Regions from separate parts of the Mus musculus genome. Here regions 2, 3 and 4 are each linked to region 1. The links are chromatin contacts, called in public Hi-C, HiChIP or PLAC-seq and promoter capture Hi-C maps. All regions are on one chromosome and are shown on one strand. The core of a region is the stretch at or near the end of the contact, and the rest is flanking DNA. Distances in the headings are between cores, read along the strand shown. Region 1 holds the start of Pnpla6 (patatin-like phospholipase domain containing 6). Region 2 holds the start of Ccl25 (chemokine (C-C motif) ligand 25). Region 3 holds the start of Ctxn1 (cortexin 1). Region 4 holds the start of 4932443L11Rik (a long non-coding RNA gene).

Evidence for each region. Hi-C and Micro-C count contacts between places; a contact is called where the count stands out from the background. HiChIP or PLAC-seq counts read pairs in DNA pulled down with a chosen protein or histone mark. Capture Hi-C pulls out chosen DNA fragments and counts their contacts.
Region 2: an H3K4me3 HiChIP or PLAC-seq map of bone marrow-derived macrophages shows a contact between it and region 1, with 5 times the contacts expected there. The contact joins the promoter of Ccl25 here to the promoter of Pnpla6 in region 1. A contact is called at or near these places in 3 of 39 promoter capture datasets (hippocampal neurons, liver and pre-B cells), 1 of 484 Hi-C or Micro-C datasets (CD8 T cells) and 3 of 115 datasets of contacts at active chromatin or transcription factors (bone marrow-derived macrophages, embryonic stem cells and pro-B cells).
Region 3: a Hi-C map of LSK cells shows a contact between it and region 1, with 6 times the contacts expected there. The contact joins the promoter of Ctxn1 here to the promoter of Pnpla6 in region 1. A contact is called at or near these places in 17 of 39 promoter capture datasets (the 3T3-L1 cell line, the C10 cell line, the HPC-7 cell line and 9 more), 1 of 15 datasets of contacts at CTCF or cohesin (large pre-B cells), 10 of 484 Hi-C or Micro-C datasets (B cells, CD4 T cells, LSK cells and 5 more), 17 of 115 datasets of contacts at active chromatin or transcription factors (astrocytes, bone marrow-derived macrophages, effector CD8 T cells and 8 more) and 4 of 9 other capture datasets (adipose tissue, embryonic stem cells, liver and 1 more).
Region 4: a promoter capture Hi-C map of adipose tissue shows a contact between it and region 1, with 5 times the contacts expected there. The contact joins the promoter of 4932443L11Rik here to the promoter of Pnpla6 in region 1. A contact is called at or near these places in 4 of 39 promoter capture datasets (the HPC-7 cell line, hippocampal neurons, liver and 1 more), 2 of 484 Hi-C or Micro-C datasets (CD8 T cells and muscle stem cells), 1 of 115 datasets of contacts at active chromatin or transcription factors (astrocytes) and 2 of 9 other capture datasets (adipose tissue and macrophages).

What each region holds. Positions count from the first base shown.
Region 1 is chr8:3,513,248-3,518,661 of GRCm38.p6, forward strand. It overlaps Pnpla6 (patatin-like phospholipase domain containing 6), which reads left to right and starts at 2,164. Exons shown (of 35, transcript NM_001122818.3): 1 at 2,164-2,309; 2 at 3,263-3,321; 3 at 3,434-3,502; 4 at 3,830-3,917; 5 at 4,078-4,160; 6 at 4,311-4,408. The coding sequence starts at 3,298. It overlaps Mcoln1 (mucolipin 1), which reads left to right. Exons shown (of 14, transcript NM_053177.1): 13 at 1,536-1,666; 14 at 1,767-1,985. The coding sequence ends at 1,803.
Region 2 is chr8:4,347,202-4,352,615 of GRCm38.p6, forward strand. Ccl25 (chemokine (C-C motif) ligand 25) reads left to right here and starts at 2,387. Exons shown (of 6, transcript NM_009138.3): 1 at 2,387-2,454; 2 at 2,571-2,693. The coding sequence starts at 2,621.
Region 3 is chr8:4,257,063-4,262,476 of GRCm38.p6, forward strand. Ctxn1 (cortexin 1) reads right to left here and starts at 2,212. Exons shown (of 2, transcript NM_183315.2): 1 at 1,989-2,212; 2 at 584-1,585. The coding sequence starts at 1,567. The coding sequence ends at 1,319. It overlaps Timm44 (translocase of inner mitochondrial membrane 44), which reads right to left. Exons shown (of 13, transcript NM_011592.2): 11 at 4,846-4,935; 12 at 3,450-3,560; 13 at 2,669-3,193. The coding sequence ends at 3,074.
Region 4 is chr8:4,179,003-4,184,416 of GRCm38.p6, forward strand. It overlaps 4932443L11Rik (a long non-coding RNA gene), which reads right to left and starts at 3,095. Exons shown (of 5, transcript XR_003947498.1): 1 at 2,770-3,095. It overlaps Evi5l (ecotropic viral integration site 5 like), which reads left to right. Exons shown (of 20, transcript NM_001346730.2): 2 at 4,486-4,668. The coding sequence starts at 4,532.

The DNA of each region.
Region 1 (5,414 bases), core at 914-3,413:
TGTGTGTGTGTGTGTGTGTGTGTGTGCGTGTGCATGCATGTTACATGTATCAGAGGACAAACCACAGGAATTGGTTCTCCTCCTTCACTGTATGGATCATAGATCTGAACACAAGTTACCAGCTTTGCAGCAAGTGCCTTTACCTGCCACACCATCTCACTGGCTTCCTCCCTCTCTCATACCATCTTTTATTAAAAACCATTTACTTATTTAGGGGTGAGAGGAGGTTGTGCACAGCACAGTGTGTTTGGAAATTAGAGACGACTTGTGGAAATCAGCTCTCTTCGTCCACCATGTGGAGTCATCAGGTTTGATGGCAAAACTTTTATTTCCCCTCTGAACCTTCTCACATGTCTGTTAAGATCTTTCCTTTGAGAGTGAGCTTGAACGTCTGCCCAGTGTCCACCACCTGAGAGCTGGGCTTATAGATAGATGCATACTATCACCTCCATTGTATGTGGTCCTGGGGGTAGCAATCAGGACTTCCTGCATACTATGCAGTCACTCTACCAGCTGAGACACACATTCAGCTTAGGGGCTTTTTCAAGACCACCCTAATACCCAACTACAGCAGGGACAACAGGGTCCCCCTGTACAACCCTCCATGTTTCCTCTATACCTATTGCTACTTGCTGTCCATACACAGACCATTCATATTCCTCACTATCACTAGATAGACAATGACCACTTGATTCTCCTTGATACCCAGCCCCCCAGACTCCTTACAAGATGTTTGCTGGGTAAATTCTGCCTCCCTGCTACCCCACAGTCCTCTGTGCTCTCATCTAGGAAACTACAGCCTGCAGGAATGCTACTTCTTCTTTGTACCCTATAAGACACCACACACATACACATGCACACACACACAAGGCAAATATACATAACTATCCAAAAGTCAGTGCAGCTAGGTGGCTGCTTGGGACATTCCCTTCATCTCTTGAGAATTCTAGATTGAGGAGATGGGAGCCCGAGGAAGAGCATACTTGTAGAAAGGAACATCCAAAGACTGGGAGGCAGAAAGGACCTGGAGAAATAGCAGTGGTGCCAGGAAGTCACAGGGAGAATGTTCGGGGACTCTGCCTCATTCTGAGGCACTGGCAGTGGATGTGTGCACTCTTTCCCACATGGATAGAAGCTCTACCACAGGTACATTACTGTCACCCAGGCCCTAAGCAGCCACACTGAGTCTCGCTGCAACACTTGGATATCACGCAGGACCCGTGGATGCAGGAGTTCAGGCCTTATGCCCACTAACTCTTTTACACTGTTCCAGCTGAGATGCTGGGTTACTAAATACCAGTCTAGGCTTCTGGCCCGCAGCAGAAGGCACTGAACCAATGAGCCTGAGACCTGCGGCCACATCCGGGGATAGGGAAGATTTCTACAGTGAAGCAAGCCACAAAGCAAAGGTCCAGAAATGAGACCCAGAGTGGTCACATCAGAGCAACAGCAGGATGTCCAGTTGGCCGGACCTAAAGAGCACTAGAGGTCAGGACCATCTTTCATGCTGAGTTCGGGGAATCGTCTCTTTCCAGCACCCAGGAGGTACTGGCACAGAGAAGAGTGAGCTCCAGGCCTACATCGAGCAGTGCCAGGATAGCCCCACATCTGGCAAGTTCCGTCGTGGCAGTGGCTCAGCTTGTAGCCTTTTCTGCTGCTGTGGAAGGTTGGAGCCCCAGATCTGGGTTGTGGATTGATTAGAGGCTGGGGGAAGAAGTGTGTGCCAGAGAGACTGGGTGCCTCTTTTTTCCATTTCTCTCTTCCAGGGACTCCCCGGAGGACCATTCGCTGCTGGTGAACTGATCCAAGATGATTGCCACTAGACTTTATCCCCATGTACTGCTGGGACCCCAGCTTATTTATTTTTAGAATTTGCTTTAAAAGATCTGCGTCTGACAGGCCTTGTGAGGGCTTGGGCTGATCGAATCGGACACAGGGGAAAGGGAGGGCATGTAGGGCGGCTGTTAAATAAAAGGGAATGTAAATGCGGTGGTCTAATTTGTAACAGGTGAGGCAGCCCTTTCATAAATCGTCAGCTCCTTTAAGAGGCCGCCACACTAGGCATGGCTGGCGCAGTGCGACCTTCCAAGCATGGCGGGAGGCGGGGATGGGGCGTGTCCTGCAGCGGAATAATTTAAAGGTGCCGCGTCTGAGGCAGCGGGCAGAAAACTAGGGGTGTTGGCCGAAGCTGGGTGGACCTGGTTGCAGCTCCTGAATGGTACGAGTTTCCATCGACCGAGCAAAGGTGTCCCTTCGAGGACTGTTAGAGAGCTTCAGCTTTGCCCCGGATCGATTTGTCCTGATTCCGGGTAGGTCCCGACTTTTTGATGCTCCAATACCACCCCACCCCCATTCCTAAGTTCCTTGTCCCGGTGTTTCCGCATCGGTAGTCAGATGCGACCTGGAGTACGGAATGGAAGTAGTCAATCTAACAATTTTCCAGGTAACATCTCAGGGCCCTGCGATCCTTCTAAATTCCCATTAATAATAGTCTAAAGGCATCAGAAAGATCTCCAGCGTCCCAGGAGAGTCCCGGTAGCGTTCCTACCTTCCCCGGTATCTTCCTGGAAGCTCCTAGACTCCTAAGTAGTTATGTGTATCTCCGGATCTCAGTAACTTTCCAGTGCGTCGTTCCTCCTACCCTCCCCCAATTCCGGCGTCCCTGGTTACACATCCTGCATCATTTCACTAATCCCAGGGATGCTCCGCACCGCGAGACCCGGTAACTTTCCTTTTACGTGACAGTTAAATCTCCAAGCCCGAGCCTATAACACTTTGGGAGCTCATCTTACTCCGATGGCCCTAGAGCCCCCTTTTCAATAGATTGCACAGCAGTGCTTCCAGTGCACGCCCCAGCTTCCTTGATGGGCCCAGGCTTGGGTCAGGAGCCCAAAGTCCAATTGTCCCTCAGCCTCCTGGCTTACAGGTCCTGGTTTCTTCTGGAGTGAGACATCGCGTCTTTACAGGGTGTAGGAAGGGGTCTCGCCTAAGGGTTGGTTAATCAAGAGTAGTCAGACATACGGAAGGCCAGGCTAAGGAAGGAACCACTGCCAGAAGAGATCATGGCTTAAGGGCACCTGCCAGCGAGCTGCTGACTGTGGGTGCCAGGACGGCTACCCTTTTGGCCACAGGGTGCAGATGAAAACGTTACGGAGTCTGGTCCGCCTTATGCATAAGTGAAGTAGGACAAAGAGCTGGGGGCTGGTCTCATCCCTTGATCTGGGCGGGGAAATCAACTTGCCCCTATCCTTCTGTCTAGCAGTACCCCTCTAGACGCTCTCACCCCAACCCCGGCGAATGGAGGAGTCACTCCAGCCAAAGGTATCTAGGGGGCGTGGCTTGTGAGACGAGCTAGGGGTAAGGAGCCTGTAGGCGCTGCTGGGTAGGCTTGATTGACATCTTGTTCTGGTCCCTTTTGCTCCTCGATTTCCAGGACTGCAGGCTACAAGACCTGCTACCTAGTCCGAAACAATCGATGGAGGCCCCACTGCAAACCGGAATGGTAAGAGTTGGGGAATTTTTGTACCGGACTACAACTCCCGGCGGTCTTGCCGTGCACCACGCGATTCTCTCTCCGAGAACCAGGCATGTGCAGGTGAAACTACGTTTCCCGGCATGCATAGCGGGAGACCTAGTCTCTCGGAAGGCTTAGTTGCTCCCCCCACGTAGGGGGATGGGAAGGAAACCGCATTGACCCATTCTGCAGATGGGGACACCGAGTCACGAACTGAATACAACCTCCTCCGGGGCAGAGGTGATTCAAAAGACCCTGGAGGAGGGCTTGGGGAGACGGATATGCGTTGCCCAGCCTGTGCCGTTCGTTCCGCAGGTGCTGGGCGTGATGATCGGGGCCGGAGTGGCGGTGCTGGTCACCGCCGTGCTCATCCTCTTGGTGGTGCGAAGGCTGCGGGTGCAGAGTGAGGATTCGGGGGGAACCTTTGAGGGAATACTATAGGGATGGAGGGGAAGCTGCAAAACCTGGAGAAACCAAGCGGCTGGGGTGGGGATTTGTTGAAGCCTGCGTGGAGCTCAAAGCACCATCTTCCCTCCACCCCCTTCCCCGTCCCCAATCCCCAGAAACTCCAGCCCCGGAGGGTCCCCGGTATCGGTTCCGGAAGCGGGACAAAGTGCTTTTCTATGGCCGGAAGATTATGCGGAAGGTGAGTTCCAAGACCTACTGCTGGTCTGGCTGACCACAGCAGCCCAGCCCTTTCCTATTTACACGTTAGTGACCCTCTCTGCCTTCTTAGATCTCCTTAGAGCTCTCCTTCCTCTCCCTCCAATTGACTCAATATTCTAAATTCTCCCAGGTGTCACAGTCCACTTCTTCCCTGGTGGACACATCAGTCTCCACCACTTCCCGGCCCCGCATGAAGAAGAAACTGAAGATGCTTAACATTGCCAAGAAGTAAGGCAGACTCTGAGTGTATTGGGTATGAGACGGGTCAGCTCACACCGGAGTTTTTGCATTTCTAAGTTCTTGAAACATACTGATTGTCTGGGAAATATTCCCATAGTAGAGGGACATCTCAAGGCCCTCAGTTGGCAGGGGCTATCTCAGGGTTCTGCCATCTCAGACATGACACTTCCGGTGTGGGCGTGCTGGTCGCTTAAGGCTTGTCTCATAATGTTTCCCAGTTTCTGGAAGCTATCTGCCGTATATTTAGGAATCTACACCTATTGGAGAGTTTATTCAACGCGGCATGTTGCAGTTATCTCAGATATTTGCATGACTAGGTGGAGGGGCTGTTTCGAAATTCTGTTCTCCAGGGAAATCATTCTATCCACACAGGAAAGCATCTCTCTTGGAGTTGTCTGTGTTGTTCACCCTGTATAGTTCTTTGCCCTGTGGGGGCTAGCTCACATAGTGTGTGTGTGTGTGTGTGTGTGTGTGTTGTTGTTGTTGTTGTTGTTGTTGTTGTTGTTGTGTGTTGTTGTCATCGTCGTCATTGTTGTTATTTGCTTGGGTTTGTTTTGATTTTGGGCTTCAAGTCCTCCTTCATGTTGGGATTATAGGTATGTGTCAGTATGCCTAGTTTATATGATCCTGAGGATTAAATTCAAGGCTTTTTGCATGCCAGGCAATCATGCTGCTAACTGAGCCACATCCCTATTCATTCACTCATTTTTTGCAGAAAGCATTCTGCCACTGAACTATCACTAACCCCTACTTTACTTGAATTTTTTATTACTTAGAATGTATTTACTGTGTATGTGTTTGTATGTGGGCATGTACTCTTTTTGTTGTTGTTGTTTTGTTTTGTTTTTCGAGACAGGGTTTCTCTGTATAGCCCTGGCTGTCCTGGAACTCACTTTGTAGACCAGGCTGGCCTCAAACTCAGAAATCCGCCTGCCTCTGCCTCCTGAGGGCTGGGATAAAAGGCGAGCGTCACCACGCCCTGCTTGGCATCTCC
Region 2 (5,414 bases), core at 1,137-3,636, 830 kb after region 1:
CACTAAGTTGCTCTTAAACTCACTGAACTCACTGCAGTCCAGGCAGACCTTGAATTTGGATGTTTAAGCTATCCATGCTCGCTTGCTCTCTCTCTCTCTCTCTCTCTCTCTCTCTCTCTCTCTCTCTCTCTCTCTCTCTCTCTCTCTCTCTGTGTGTGTGTGTGTGTGTGTGTGTGTGTGTGTGTGTGATATTTATTTTCATCTGACTCTCCAAATGCTAGGATTACGGATCTGTGTCACCGGTTTTATGTGGAAGTAATGTTAGAACCTTAAGTTTCATACATCCTAGGCCACGTTCCCAGCCTAGCACTTTGTCTTTAATTCACATCCTTGGGACCTTTGAACATCCTGTCTCCTACTCGCAGTCCTGTCTACATCTTGAGCAGACAAGCTACTCGCTTAGACTTCCTCTCCTCTTCCCTATGAAGGGTGCTAGTGGGTCAAGCCCTGACCCCCAAGCTGGGGAAAATGGGCACACATTCCTAGTAACTCCCCCTGACACTTGGCTTCAGTAGGTTCTGGTTTGCCACGCTGCGTCTCCAAGCCTGTAGCCACGCTGAGCAGCGTCCTAACCCAGCCTCACCCACCCAGATCCAGAAGCCGAGGAACCTGAGAAGCTCATGGATCTGAAGGGTAGGGGTGAGGGCTTGCATCCCCTCTACAAGAAGACTCCATCTGCTGCAGTGGCTGGATTGCACGCCACACCCTCGGAGTAAGCCCCACCCAGAAAGCACCCCCTGGTTTCATAAGCTCTTCTGTTTATATCTTCCTCATTTGAAAACTGGCTGTAAAGTTCTACCCACCAAAACTACTCAAATCTACACCATCAAGATTCATCCTCAGGTGCCATTCCTCAAAACTCGCCCCCTGGTGCTATTCTCCAAACACAGACCAAAGCTTTATGACTTGCTCTGGTGTGTGGAACTCTAAGCTCTAATCATCCTGGGGGGCCTTAAGCTTCACTCACCTGCAGCCGGCCAGCACCCTCCACTGCCCCGCGGAGTGGGGTAGGGGGTGGGAGAGGGCAAAAGACCCCGACTAAGTAGAATTAAATACAACAGGAGGTTCGGAGTGTGAGGAATACCCAGAGAAAGGACGTGTCGCTAGCTGCGGATGCGAGTGATGAAAAGTTAAAAGCGGTTAGTTGTGAGTTCTTGTGGCAGGCCTCCCCGTTCCTCCTCCCCGCCCCGTCCAGCCCCGCCCCATCTTCCTAAACACTTTGCCCCTATCCCCCAGAGGGTCAAGTTAACCAAAGGAAAGAAGAAATGCTTTCAAAATGAATCTTGTTTTGCTTCCTGCAGACAACAGACGCTGTCACCTGGATCCTGGCTTCACATTCCAAACCAGAACATTACTTTCTTTCCAGTGTTGTGGTTACAAACAGTTTTGTTAGAATGGCTTTCATTCCGTATCACTCACTGCCCCACTGAAAGTGTACCTTTCCAGACCGGGAGCTGGCTGAAGGAGTTTGCTGCAAAACTTGATGACCTTACTTTGATTCCAAGCTCCACTGACTCTGCAAAGTTGCCCCCAGATCACCATGGTTCTCATGTCCCCAGCCTCCCAAATAAATACAATTTTAAAAGTGGGCCAGCAACTGGAATTTTATTCAGCAACTAAAAAATAACATTATGGTCCAGCACTTGGGAGGCAGAGGCAGAGGCAGTCGGATCTCTGTGAGTTCAAGACAAACCTGGTCTACAAAGTGAGTCCAGGACAGCCAGGGCTCTGTTACGCAAAGAAAGTCTGTCTCAAAAAAAACAAACAACAAAAACAAACAAACAAACAAACAGGAAAAGAAAAAGAAAGAAATTATGAAATTTCAGGAAAACGTGTTAAGGCCAGGACAGAGCAAGAGAGCAAGAAAAGGCAAGATGGCTCCGTGGCTCAGTGAGTAAAGGCACCTGCCACCAAATCAGATGACCTTTGTTTCATCCCCAAGACCCACAAGGTGGAAGGAAAGAATAGATTGTTGTCCTCTGACCCCACAGATACGCCATGATTTATGTGTGCCCTGTTCTCATGTACAAAATAATAATAAAAATTAGAAATAATAAAACTTTTAAACGCAGCTAACTATAAAAAGATCCGTGAGGAGATGGAATAAAAAGCTTGTAAGGGAGAGGGCTGCGGACAGTATTGGACCTCACATAATAAGGTATTGGGAGGGGATACTGATTGAGAGGCCTGGCTGCATAAAGTGCCTCAAGGTTCATGGGGCAGGTAACCTGCAGAGACAGATGTAAAATAGGACTTGGTCTATCTGAAGGAGAGAGAAGTCCCAAGTCTCACAGAGCTGGTAGAGAGGAGGAGCAGGAGGAGGGAGGGAGAGAAGAGAGGGGGCAGGTCACTGCAGGGTGGGGCTCTGACTATAAAGAATGAAGCCAGTTCACTGATCCCATAGGCAATACACGCTACAAGCAGGCACCAGCTCTCAGGACCAGAAAGGCATTGGTGAGTCTTTTTCTGACTACAGCAGAGGCTAGAGCAAGTCCTTTGCCATCTGCCTCTCTTTCAGAGAGTTCCAGGGGTGGCTTGAGATACTGATGTCTTTCCTTCCACTTTTATAGGTGGCCCCCTTAAACCTTCAGGTATCTGGAGAGGAGATCTAACCTTCACTATGAAACTGTGGCTTTTTGCCTGCCTGGTTGCCTGTTTTGTTGGGGCCTGGATGCCGGTTGTCCATGCCCAAGGTATTGTCCTTAGCTATACCTACCTTGCCCCGGTTTGGGCATATTGCTTTCTCTTCTCACTTGTCCTTCTCCACTTGTTGAAGTCTCCCTGTATTCTGTATCCTTTGAACTCTTCAGTGTCTCTTGGGAGGTTGGGCATAACAAGAATTCCTGGTACTACTGGAGGTAGATGGGTAGAGATGAAGTGTCCCCAGCTACTTACTCCCAGATCCCTCACTTTCATTCTGAAGTGCTTCCTTTGCAAGACTCAAGAGGTTTAGGGGCTGCAGGAACCTGAGGGTGGATTCCAATTGAGGAGAAATTCACTTAGCCAGAAATGCATTTTGATGCCCTTCTTCTGCCTAGTTAGGGGATGTGAAGTTAAGCTCAGAACCCTGAAGACTCTCCAGACTGCATTCCCTGCCTTTCCTCCCTGTGTAATCTAGGCAAGGGGCTAAGATTATTCTGTGTGGGACTCAGTGTCCCCATCTGCTAAGCAGGAATGAAAATTTAAGGATCCAATGAACTGCAAAATACTCTCAGCTGCAACAGGATTCCCAGCCCTGTGGTCAGGGAACCATCTTTGTCTTCTTTCTTGGCCTCCTGGAAAGCAGGTACTGGAGGATTCAGTTACCCAAGGCCAGTTCTCAGGGGCATGAAGCATCCCCCAAGAGTCCTGTCACTGGGTGCTTCATCTCAGAAAAAACTGTGAAGTCCCAGCAGGTGTCAAGGCAAAATCCCAGGCCAGGTTGAGGACCAGGATCCCTGCTTTTGCCTTGCCTGCTCTTCTACAGACAGGTCGTGCACCTTCAAGCTTCCACCGTACCCATAGAAAGCCAAGCTTGGCTTTTTTTTTTTTCCCATTCTGCTATCTGGGCCACTCCCAACCTCTGCCCTTTGATCCTGGGAGAAAAATGGCCCCCAGTGTTGGAAAACACCTGTCAGGGATCCCTGAAGTCCCATTTCTTATCTGACACCACTGCCCCTTGTCCTCAAGAGCCAAGGTGGAGCAATGGCAAGGAGGATGAACTCTGTCCCTGAACCTCTACTAGGCTCTACTTGTCCTCAGATCGAGGAACCCACTGTCTTGCCAACTTTCTTTATTCATTTGCTTCTCTCCTCAGAACTTTCTAGGATCATCTCCTCCTCCTTGGGCACCTCCTCCAGCTCCAGTGCACCTTCTTTCATGTAGATAACATTTTTGGCTTCCCTACCAGGTTGAGATACTCCTGAGCATTAGGTCTAATTCATGTCTGTGTTGTATGGCTCTTTGGTACCAAGAAGAAATCTTTAAGCTCTTGTTAGACTAACAGGGGAATCGGCAAAGAATGGCTAGGTCAGTTTAGCAGCCACTGAGATGAGTATAGAGAGGAAAAGGGATTTAAGTTAATTCAACATGGGGACAAGCTGACTCATACCTGGAGCTGAGATGGTCAGGAAAGTTGAATAACCTGTTTATATTTTTATCCAACTTACATTTATTTATTTATTGTGTGCGCGTGTGTGTGGATCAGTATGCACAGTGCCCATGTGGAGATAATTTGCAAAGTCTTTCCTTTCACTCTGTGGATCCATGGGGTCAAACTCAGGTTATCAGGCTTGGTGGCAAGAGCTTTCTCACTATGTGTAACTCACTGTCCAGGAACTCACTATGTAGACCAGGCTAGTCTCAAATGCTTAGAGATCCTCCTGAGTGCTGAAATGAAAGGCATGTGCCACACATGTGGCCTTTAAATTTTTTTAATTAAAAAAAATTTTGACAGGGTTTTCCTGTATAGCCTTGGCTATGCTGGAACACACTCTGTAGACCAGGCTAGCCTTGAACTCAGAGATCTGCCTGCCTCTGCCTTCTGAATGTTGGGATTAAAAGTGTATACTGCTACATCTAGCTAATTTTTATATTTTTAAATTGAGATAGGGTCTCATATATCTCAGGCTGGTCTCCAACTAGCTTCCTAGCTGAGGATGATTTTGAAATTCTGATCTGCCTGCCTCTACTTCCCAGGTGCGAGGATTCTAGGAATGTACTACCGCACTCAGTTTATGAACTTCTGGGGATCCAAGCCAGTGCCTCATGGAAGCTAGGCAAACACTTTGCCAATAGTCCTAGTACCATCTAGGTGCTTTGAGACAGGTTTCATGTAGCTCAGACTGGCTTCAAACTCCTTATCCTCTGTCCCAGCTGGGCTTAAAGATACACATGTGCCTCAATGTCTGGATAACCACTTTTAGGAAATTAGGGCTGTACTGGTTGTGCCCCAGGTGTGCACCTGTTCTCTACCTCAGAGCAGAAATAGAAGGGACTTTGGGCTGTTTCTTTGCCTACCTACACTCTATAGTTCCTGCCAGTGCCCTGATATCAAGAGCTGAGAACAAGCCAGGAAGCTTTCTTTCCAAGGCAGCCTGGTGACCTCTGTATCTAGAAGGTGGTGTGTGTGTGTCTGTCTGTCTGTGTGCACACACATGCATGCACGCACACACAAACATGCATGTATGCTCACATCTGTGGTTATCCTGCTAGTGATGTACACCTGGAATCAAGTGTGTGACTGGCTTGTCAGGTTACAGGTACCTTTTTGTGATTTATTTTGGAGAATTTCATATGTGCAAATATGTTTTGATCAAATCCATTCCCTATTCCCCTCTCCCCCAATATCACCTCATCCCCCACCACTTTCCTCATCCAGTTTCATGATCTGTCATCTACTAGAACATTGATGGTCTTTCAGGGATTATATCCCT
Region 3 (5,414 bases), core at 962-3,461, 740 kb after region 1:
TCTGTTCTCTGAGCTGTGCCTTCGCATGGCTTTCCTTTTATAGAAAAGCTCAATTCTCCCCACACACGTTGCACACGGCTCCCTGAGGATCTCAACACATCTCCCAGGCAGATTGTGGAGCCAAGCCAGCCCACTCCCTAGTCACAGCCTCACAAAGCCAAACCCACAGCTTCTAAGACACACTGGATGGGGACAAGAGGGACCAGGCTCAGGAGTTTGGGGGTTATAGGTATGGTTTTAGAAAATAACCTCTAGGCTAACTCCCCATAGTCCCCCCCCCCCCCGTGTGGGGTTGTCTCAACTATACCATGGGGGAGGGGCTGGAGGTGGTTACTAGCCCCCCACCTCCAAAGCTACTGAAGGGTTGTGTATGAAATTGGGTGTTTGCAGGATTAGGCAGCAGTCAAAGGCAAGAGCAGATGTGGGTTTTGATTCCAGATCAATGGCTTGGGGGCAAGTTATTTTAGCGGCTTGGACTTCCAGTCGTCCCCTGGCTTGTAGAATGGGGGATCCTAACAGGAGCTTGGCTTGTTGGCTGTTTGTCACAAACCCTCAGAAGCAAACAGGCTAAGAACAGGACTGGTTAACTCAGCAATCTGCTTCACATGCAGTAAGCACTCAATAATAGCTTTTATTATAATTGCCACGGTTCAGAGGCGGGGAGGTGTGAAAGGCAAGGGAAGGGCATGGGGACAAGGGGGACATGGGAGAGGTGGGACAAAGGAAAGGCACTCTAACCTGTGCTGGGGCCGAGTCTGGGAAGGGGATGAGCCTGCTTGTACTCCCGCACATAAAGTGCCAGATATTATCAACACAAGCAGCAGCCATGGTGGGGTTTCTGGGTCTGTCTCTGAGGCAAACTGTACCGTGCATTATAGGTAGGCAGCGTCCAATGTGAGTCGAAGAAAGCCTGCCTGCCAGGGCCAGGACTCAAGGAGTGCACTGAAATTGAGGATGACCATAACAAAGAAATAAGAGATAAGAGGTGTCCGCATTTCCAGGAAAGAATGTAGCATGCCTGGTAGTTGGGGAAAGCTGAGGTTGGTGCGGGGTCCTTCACTCACCAGGGACTCAGTGTTGAGGGATCAGCAATGAGGATAAGTATGTAGAGAGAAGGGGACAGGGTAGATAAAGGCACCAGGTGGGGTTCTGGCCTGGCCAGGAAGGAAGATGGGTAGCTAAGGTAGGTAAGGACTGGACTTCTCCGAACGCCCTCAACTTCGAGCTAGGGCATCTAGGCATAACCCTGAGCACAGTCCAGGCTGGTGGCACCCCTCCACGGGGATGACCCTAAGGACCTGCCCCGACTGGTTCCCCATCACACCAACGCATAGTCGAACTGCCCGCGTTCGAGCGCCTCCTTGTGGTCGGTCCAGGACGAGGCGGGCATGCGGCTGTAGGGGTCTAGCAGTATGCGCACACAGCGCACCATCAACAGAACCAACACCACGAGCAGGCAGAGCACGAAGGCGAACACCGTGCGTTGCTCGACGTCCAGGCCCGCGCCCACCGGGGGCCCCGTCGACGGCGGCAGCGGCTCCGGTGATAGTGTCCACGCCGAACTCATAGCTCACATCGCCGCGCTCTGAGGAGAGAGGGGTACCCACCCCGGGGTCCGCGGGGATGAGGCTATGCCCTTCCTGCACCTCCATCCACCCCTTCTGGAGTAGCCCCTTTGCTGTATCCCACAGCATCATCTCTGTCCGTGTTGTCGTCTCCGGGCTACGCCCATGCCCCGCCTGTGCGCTCCGCCGCCACAGCCACGCGGGGACTCAACTCCAGCGGTGCGCGCAGGTGGGGTCGCTGAGAGCCGGGACAGGTCAGCTTAGATCTGCCCAGCCCGCGCACAACAGGTGCGATCGCGCTGGGACAGAGACCAGAGCTGCACTGTTTGAACTGGTCCCCGCCCCGCTCCCTTTGTTCTCCAAGGCCCAAGACCCCCCTCCCCCACCGTAGCCGACTCCCGGGCTACAACGCGCCCCCCTCACCCTTGGTCCTAGACGGGGACCGGCCGCCCTGCAGCCCCTCTCTCTCTCTCTTTCTCGGAACTCGTGCGCTGCTTTGCTCTGGTCTTCCCGGGTGGCAGTGGTAGCGGCGGAGGCTGTGGCAGCCCCGGCTCAGCCCACCCCACCCGCCCCTGGAGCGGTGGAGACCGAGGGAGGAAGGAGAGCCGCGCGCCAGCCCAGCCGCCGCGGCTGTTCCCATGGCGACGAGGGCGGGGCTGCGAGGGGGTGGTGGCTGTGTTAGGAGCGGTGCCTGGGCTTGTGACCCCGCCCCGGCCTGCCTATCGGAAGGCTGAACCTTCCCACCGCTGTGCCAGCCCAGACAGCCTCAGCTTCCAGCTCCTAGAGCACCCAGGACCTCGCCAGGACATGGGCATTTACGCCTCTCCCACGGAAGCCTCTCCTAACCTCGGTGTCTGTATCCGTATTCTTCCCGGGCAACCCCTTACCCCAGTCTCTGTTAGTTAAGCCCCGAAGCCTTAGGGAACCCCGAATTCAACTGAGACCCCAGACAGCTGGGATGCTTATTCTTCCCACAAAAGGGCAGGGTGTTGGCCCGAGAAAGCAGCACTCTCTCTGGCTACAATCCTTCACTGACCTAGGTCTCTGACAGGCCCTCAGTCCCAGCCTTCCCAGCAGAGAGGTACACTTCAAACCGTTCAAACTGCTCTTCTGCGCTTTGGTGTTTTATTAGGTCCAGATCTTAGGCTTATGTACAGGAAGTAAGAGCACTGATTTAAAAACAAAAACAAAACAAAACAAAAGGACCTAAAGTGGCTTGGAAGGCAATGCCAGTGGACTACTTAGAACAGCAGGCCAGGCCTCACCCGACAGGAGTCCTGGGCTGGGGCCTTCTGACACTGCCAGCAACCCCTGTGACGGACGCACTGGGAGACAGTCCCCATCCTGCTAGACACCCCAAGCTCTTCCCTTGTCCAGCTGGTTTCACAGCTGCCCTGAAGAACTTGGGGCAGAAGCTTGTTCACAGCTGTATCAGATGTGGCAAAGTGTCTCTGTGTGTCTGTCCCATGATGGTCTAGCCTCGAGCTGCCTAGACTCCATTGCTGCCCTCAGAGGATCTGCTCTGTGCTGGAGGCTGAGATGTCCAGAAGGCGCCAGGCAGCATAAGGGTTGAGCTCCTCCTGGTCTCTGCAGAGTGCCCACACGTACAGCATTCGCTGCACCTTGTCCTGTGAAGACCGGGCAGGGTGAGGGGTCAGGCTTGGTGGGTGTACAGAAAGAAGGGCTACTGAGGGGGACAGGGAAGGGGTTCCCGGGCTGCTGGCTCTGGTCAGTGGTCAGATGAAACGGTGCTCTGACTTCAAAAAGCTCTCAATTCGTACTTGTGGTGCTTCTGCCTGGCTCTGTGCTGGGGAGGCGTGCAATGCACAGGGCCCTGTATGTGAGAAGCACTCCCAAACCTCCATTCCCTTGATTACCACTCACCGGGTCACCATCATACACCTCGCCTTTGGAGTTCTTGATCACCATCACCACCTGGGCCTGAAAGGTAACGATCAGCACTGGGCCCTGCTCCATCATCTTGCCCATGGCCAGCTGCAGGAAACACACAAGTACAGGCCTCAGAACTGTACACCTCCACCCAATGCTCACAACCCTGGAGATGAAACGCCCCAAAGTTGCACTCTGTACTTGTCCTATAGTCTGACACTTTGCCGTGCTAAAGGTATGGTACCACCCTCCCCGACTTTAGAGGAGTGATTTTTTTCCAATGAGCTCCTTCTCATGGGCAACTCCAGGCCTTCAACTGTGGGATTTCTCTGTTCCCAGACTGGGTCCATGCAGGTTCATAAAACCAAGGGGTGAAGGAAGGCAGGAAGTTGGCTCCACTTTGCCTGCAGCTCCTACGAGGTAAGAAGTTCTGGTGACGGAAGCTGAACTGCCTGTTAGGGGCCCACGCTGCAGAGGCAGGGGCACCACTGCCAGTGGAGCTCAAGGGCTCAGCACCTGCCCAATAACACAGGATCCTGGATGCAGGATGAGCTGCGTCCTGATAAACACGCTTGAAAGTATCATGGAAAACTCATTAAAACACCAAATGAAATAAGCATCCTAGCCAAGTACAGGTAAGCAAAATTAGCTTCATTTTGTAATTAATAGGTAATGCAAAGCCTATTTTTATTTTGATACAGGGTCTCAGGTAACATAGGGTGGCCTTACTCACAATATAGTTATGAATGGCCTGAATCCCACTGCCTCAGCCTTCAAATGCTGGGATTATAGGCATGAGCTACCACACCCACTAACAAAGAGTATTTTACAATAAAGTCATTTAGCTCAGATTACCCTTAAACTCATGGGATCTTCCTGCCTCAACTTCCAGAGTGCTTGAATTCTAGGTGTGTCTCTCGATGCCTGGCTCACCGCATAGAATTTTGTTTTTATTTTTCATTTTTTGTATGAATAGCATGTGTGCTAATATGTGCACACAAACACAGACCAGCCCTCTCCTCAAAACCAACCAAACATCAACCAATCACTCAAGCCACATTGTTTGGCTGGAAATCACTTACACTTCAAGCGCAGAAATACGGAAAGCTTTGAGAGGCAGGTCAACAGTTTTGTTTGTTACCATCCTAGGAATTCAAGCCGGTGCCTTACAAATGCTAAGCCAGGACTCTTAGCACTGGCATATCCCCAGGCCTTGTCTTACTTTCTCTTTTGAAACTGTGTCACAAAGTTACCTAGATGAGTGTGGAACTCACTCTGTAGCCCAAGCAGCCCTGCCGTGAGTATGGGGGATCGGCAGGTCTGGCTTCATTTATAGGCTATGTCAGCTGCTGCTTCACTCTGACTGTCTGCTTCCTTGGGGATGACTTACGTCCACATTGCTGATGTCCAGAATTCGGGAGTGGAACTGGAAGCCCAGAGCCTTGGCCTGCTGGATAGGGTGGGCCAGCTGGCTGTAGGTCTGCAATGAGAGGCAATATGCCCATGTAGTCAGCCACTGATAGGGGTTGGGTTACACCCAGAGGTATAGCCACTTTTATATGCCCTAACACCCAAACTGGCAGAAGCCAAGAGCACAAGTCCAAGCCCAGAAGGATGCCACTCTTGGCTGGCCAGACCTGCACACTTCTCATTATGGAAAGAGCCATACGTCCAAGTAGGATCAGTATTAATCAGTGTAGTGGGTAATTCACAGCATCATCCGAAGTACACTCCCAGGGTAAGCTGGGGGACTCTTGGCTGATCTCTACTGTTCCCAGATTCACCTCCCCTGGAATCTTGGCCTGGATTCAAATGCCGTTTCTAGGATTTGTCCCAACCCTTTGGGCTGCCCTAGAACTCACAGCTTAAGTAGCCTCTCTCACAGAACATCCAACGTGCCACCCTCCACTGCCCCAAGAGCCTGGGGGACATGTAGCCACAAGGAGAGCAGTTTGAGCT
Region 4 (5,414 bases), core at 1,845-4,344, 670 kb after region 1:
ATCAGTCTGGCGGGCACACAATCTTGGATTCTGTCTCTCTTAGACAAGATTACAGAGGCCTGTTATCACAGCATTTAGAAGATGGAGGCAGAGAGATCAGGAGTTCAAAGGCATCCTTGGCTACTTAGTGAGTCTGAGGCCAGCCCAGGCTACAAGACACCCGTGCAAGGCTTTAGAGGGAGAGGTGACACACAGGTGACTAAGATGCCCTGCCCAAAGAGATAGGAAGAGAAGCAGGAGGCTCTCCTTATTGACTATATAGGAGAGGGCTTCAAGAAAAAGAAACAATGGCCAGCAGTGCCCAAATCCCAGAGAGGGAAAAGGAAGAGAATTCAGAGACGCTTAATGTTGGCTTTTCTATCCCTCACAATCGTTGGACACCAGCACCATCTTTGCTCGGCCGTGAGCCAGACAGATGTGGTGGCTCATAATTGTGAATCCCAGCTCTCAGGAGGCTGAAGGAGGATCGCAAGCTTGAGACTAACCTACGTGACTGTCTTAGTTTCTTTTCTGCTGTTGTGATACAGTGTCCTGACAAAAGCACCTTCAGGGAAAAGGGTTTATTTTGGCTCACAATTTTGTGTCATTCCATCATGTCAGGGTGGTCACAGCAGCAGAAATTGTGGGGACACATTGAGTTCACAATCTGGAAGCAGAGAGCAATAGGCTCACTTTCTTTGAGTCCCACAGTGAGTCTTCCCACCTCTATTAAACTAGTCAAGAGAACCCTACCAGCCATGCCACAGGCCCACAACGCTGATGAGTTAGAGTGTGAATATCGATGAACCTCAAGAGAATATGTTTGGGTGACTAGTACCTGTGTGGATGTGGTATGTCTGAATGTGAAGGAGTACATATGTACCCCCAAGAGCATAAATCTGACAATGTGTGTATGTGTTGTATATGTGTTTCAGAATATATGTATATATGCCCAAGTAGGCGTAGGTGAAACTGTATGTGCATGAATGTGTGTGAATGTGTATATATCAGAGTATGTATGCGTATGAAAGTGTATGAATAAGGAGAGGTGGGTGGAGTCCATCCTAAAGCTGGGTCCTCTCTCCTTATCAGGTACTAGGTAGTCCCAGGCTACCTCATTATCCATAGGTGCCTTTGCCCTGAGCTCTCAATGCTCTCCAAATTCAGCAGTAGTTCTGGAACCCTCATCCTGCCTCTACTATCTTTTCTTTCCATGTTCTCCCAGTTCTGGAGACTAGCTTTGCCTAGGAAGATCATTCTGCTTTAGCACTTTGTGACCACAGCCCTGTCTAGCCACAGATTGACACTGCAGGAGATCCTGTAGCAGCCCCACTCTCTGTCTCTGTCTCTGTCTCTATGTCTCTCTCTGACTCTCTCTTTCTCCCTCCCTCTCTCCCTCTCTCCCTCCTTCTCCCTCCCTCCTTCCCTTTCCCCACCCAAACCCCCCCCAAATGATTAACTCCTAGTTCAGCAGTTTATAACTGCTGATAAACCTTTGGGACTGGTCATCCTCAGCCAGCCTGGCACTCACCGAAATCTATAACCCTGGGCTGGGGTGGGATTAAAGTGCCTGCTATACAAGGTTTAGGACTAGTGTTCCACATAAATATCTTTAGAACCCACATAAATATCAGGTGGTGGCAGTCTGCCTGTACTTCTAGCTCACAAGCTCTGGGTTTTGCTTGACAGACCCCACTTCAATGAATAAGGTGGAAGGGTGGTCAAGAATGATTCCTGACAAGGCTAATTCAACCTCAGGACTCCACATTGCAAGTAAACACACACACACACACACACACACACACACACACACACACGAAAACCAAAATCCAGAGTTTTCTGCTCCCAAATAGAGTTGGGGAAGCCCTCAGAGCTGTCCTTGTCCTAAAGGGATAGAGGTTCCTGAGGAGCAAGGATTCTGAGATTCTCAAAAGCTGAAATGAGAGCTGTGAAGCCCCAAGATCCACCTGCAATAAGGCATCAGTGGAGAGAGGCCCAGAACTAAGCTCAGGACTAAGGTGAAATCCAGCTTACCTGGGAATCCTGGAATTGATTGGACACTATAAAAAGGTGCTTACTGCAGACAGGTAAACAGTGTTCTCTCACATTGTGTCTGTTCCCCACTACCTAAGGAATCAGATGTTCCCTTTGCAGGGACCATGTGAGGCCCTTTCTGTGGCCATGAGTCAGAACTGGGTCAAGTTGGGTTCAGGCACAAGGAACAGACTTCTGGAATAGAGCACAGAAGGAGGTGGGCAAGTGTGAAGGTACCATGCTATGTAATCAGAAATCAGGAGCAGAGATTTCTTTCTGCCTCTACAGCCTGAGGTTCTCAACCCCTGCATATGGCCTAGGTTCACCAAGAGGAACTATAGCTAGACAAAAGGAACATGCTCCCCAGGCTCCACCTTCCCCCCCAGAGCCTTTCCTTTTTCTATTTTAATGTGTGTTTCTGTGGGTATGGGCATGTTCATGTGTGTGAGTACAAGTATGTGTGTACCATGCTGTGCATATGGAAGTCTTAAGAATAACCTTGGGTGTCAGTGTCTGCTGTTGGTAGCCACTCTGTACACCAAGCTAATTGGCCTACAAGTTTCTAGGGATTCTCCTGTGTCTATCTCCCATCTCACTGAAGGAGGGGTGAGATTACAAAGTGTGTGTGCTACTATGTCCAGCTTAGGTAGACCGTCAGAATCCAAGCTCATGCCTTCATTGGCATGTGTTTTATCCACTAAGCCATTTTTTTCAGCCCATTCCAAAGCATTTTATGATCCTAGAAATGTTCCCTACCAGGAAAATGCCAACTCCACCTCCAATCCTCTACATGCCTCAACAGACCCCAGGAACCTCAACTCTCAGCAAGACCTACAGCTCTAGCCCCAGGATAGATCATAATGGCCTACATTGGTGGACAAACATGTCATATGCTATATGTAATATGCTTGGTTCACAACCTTCCCTTTGAAGGACCCTAGTCTCTAGAGACCAGAGAAGTTCAGTGACTACCCTAAAATTCACACAACTCATTGGCAGAGAGCCAGGCTTTAAATACATCATTCTACATCAACACACACCTTTTTTTCCCCCACACAACCCCCACCTTGGTTTTTCGAGACAGGGTTTCTCTGTATAGCACTGGCTGTCCTGGAACTCACTTTGTATACCAGGCTGGCCTCGAACTCAGAAGTCCACCTGCCTCTGCCTCGTGAGTGCTGGGATTAAAGGCGTGCGCCACCACGCCCGGCTAACACACACCTTTTGGTTTGCTTTATTTCTGTATGTGTGCAGAGTTGCACATATGTGAGTAAGTGCTCTTGTGGAGATGGGAGGATAGCCACAGCTGCTGTTCTTAGTTGCTGTTCACTTTGCTTTGTATATGTCTTATATCTTTATTTTAGGTGTGTCTGTCTGAATGTACGGCATGTGATTTCCTTAAAGAGGAGTCTAATCCCCTGGATCTGAAGTCACAGGCTGTTGTGAGCCACCTAATGGGGATGCTGGAAACCAAACTTGGAAAGGAGCACTAAGTGCTCTTAACCACTGAGCCATAGCTGAGGTTATCCCCTTGGTTTTTAGTTGTTTTGGGTTTTTTTATGTTATTGTTGTTGCGGGTATTATTGTTGTTGTCTATTTAAGACAGGGCCTCTCAATGGTCTGAAATTTACCAGTTTAGCTAGGCTGATTGGTTAGTACACTCAAGGACCCTTCTGTCTTTACCTCCCCAGCATTGAGATAAAGCACACACTACCACACCAGCATTTTCACATGAGTTTTCGAGATTGAACTTGGGTCCTCATGCTTATATGGCAAATCCTTTACAGACCGAGCCATCTCCCAGCCTTCAGCCTTTGTTTTTGTCACCGGACAGGCAAAAATCAAGCGGTCAGTGTCTTCAAAAGTCCCCAGAAGGCTAGGCAGATGGCCCCAGGAAAAGTAGTAAAGAAGGCTTGGCATGTGAATATTGGAACCAGGATGCCCCCTCTGAACCTCAGCCCACCCCCACCCCCATGCATTCCCTAGGGTACCAATTCCTGGCACTTTGATGTGGCCTTGGCTTTCCAGGCCAAGGAGACATTACTGCTCCAGCCTTTGACAGCACCAGACAACAATAGAGAATAACTGCTTGGTCTGTGCCAGTAACATACTGTTCTTGAGACAGGGCAAGTCAAATGCTACCATGAGGCACCCAGGGCAAGCCACAGCAGAGGACAGAACACTGTCCAAAAGAGGTGACCAGAACAGGGGTTTCTGTGCCCCCCTGAAGTTTCACATTAGATCCTTAGGCCCTCCAGTGACAGGAAACCTCTGGCACAGGCCTTGCTGCTGGATTTGAGCCTTGGTTGTTGGTTGTAGCACATAGAATCTATAGTACAAGTAGGGGTGGACCAGGAATGGAAAGTCTGCAATGATGGAGTATTCTCAGGGTAAGCAGACAGACTTTGCTGGCTCAGAGCTGACAGGTCAAGGTAGACATCTACCTAGTGCTAACGATATGTATCTCCCTAGACAGAGCTGTAACCTGGCATCCCCCTGGCTGATGAGCCTGCCCACCATGGCAAGCCCCACTCTGAGCCCGGACTCCTCATCTCAAGAGGCCCTGTCAGCACCCACCTGCTCCCCAACCTCTGACTCCGAGAATCTCAGCCCAGATGAGCTAGAACTACTGGCCAAGCTCGAGGAGCAGAACCGGTGAGTGGGGGAGGGAGCTGATTCCTGGCTTCCTGGGACCATTCACACTCAAAGCTAGACCTGGGCTACACAGAATAACAGCTACCACAAGATGTTTAAAGAATGGTTTCTCGCCGGGCAGTGGTGGCGCATGCCTTTTATCCCAGCACTTAGGAGGCAGAAGCAGGTGGATTTCTGTGTTCCAGGCCAGCCTGGTCTACATAGTGAGTTCCAGGACAGCCAGGGCTATACAGAGAAATCCTGTCTCGAAAAACCAAAAAAAAAAAAACAAAAAAAAACAAAAAAAAAAAAGAATGGTTTCTCTTTGATCCTCCCCATGTGGGCTGGATAAATTGATTTCTTCATTCAGAAGAGGAAATCTTCATTTCAAAAGGTCAGATAAATCTAGCTTTCCTTTACAAGGCCATTTTTTGAAGGAAGATGTTAAAGCGCCCACCTGCCCCTATCTTATAGGTGTTGGATTTTGGGGTTGGGGAGGTCTTTGAGTTTTCTACCTGTAGAATCTCCTTACTGGGAATTCTAGGCAGAACCTCTACTGCCTAACCGCACTTCCAGCCCCTCACTGTGGGATTCTAGGGAATGCTATACCACAGAGTCATGCTCTCAGCCCCTCAATGAGGTATTCGAGGCAGGGGCTCTACTAATCCAACAGATCGGGAGACACTGGCCACTAAGAAAAAAGGAATTACTTACCATTCCCAAAAGGAGAAGAGGCAGACCTGTCAGTCAAGAGGCAGACAAGAGCC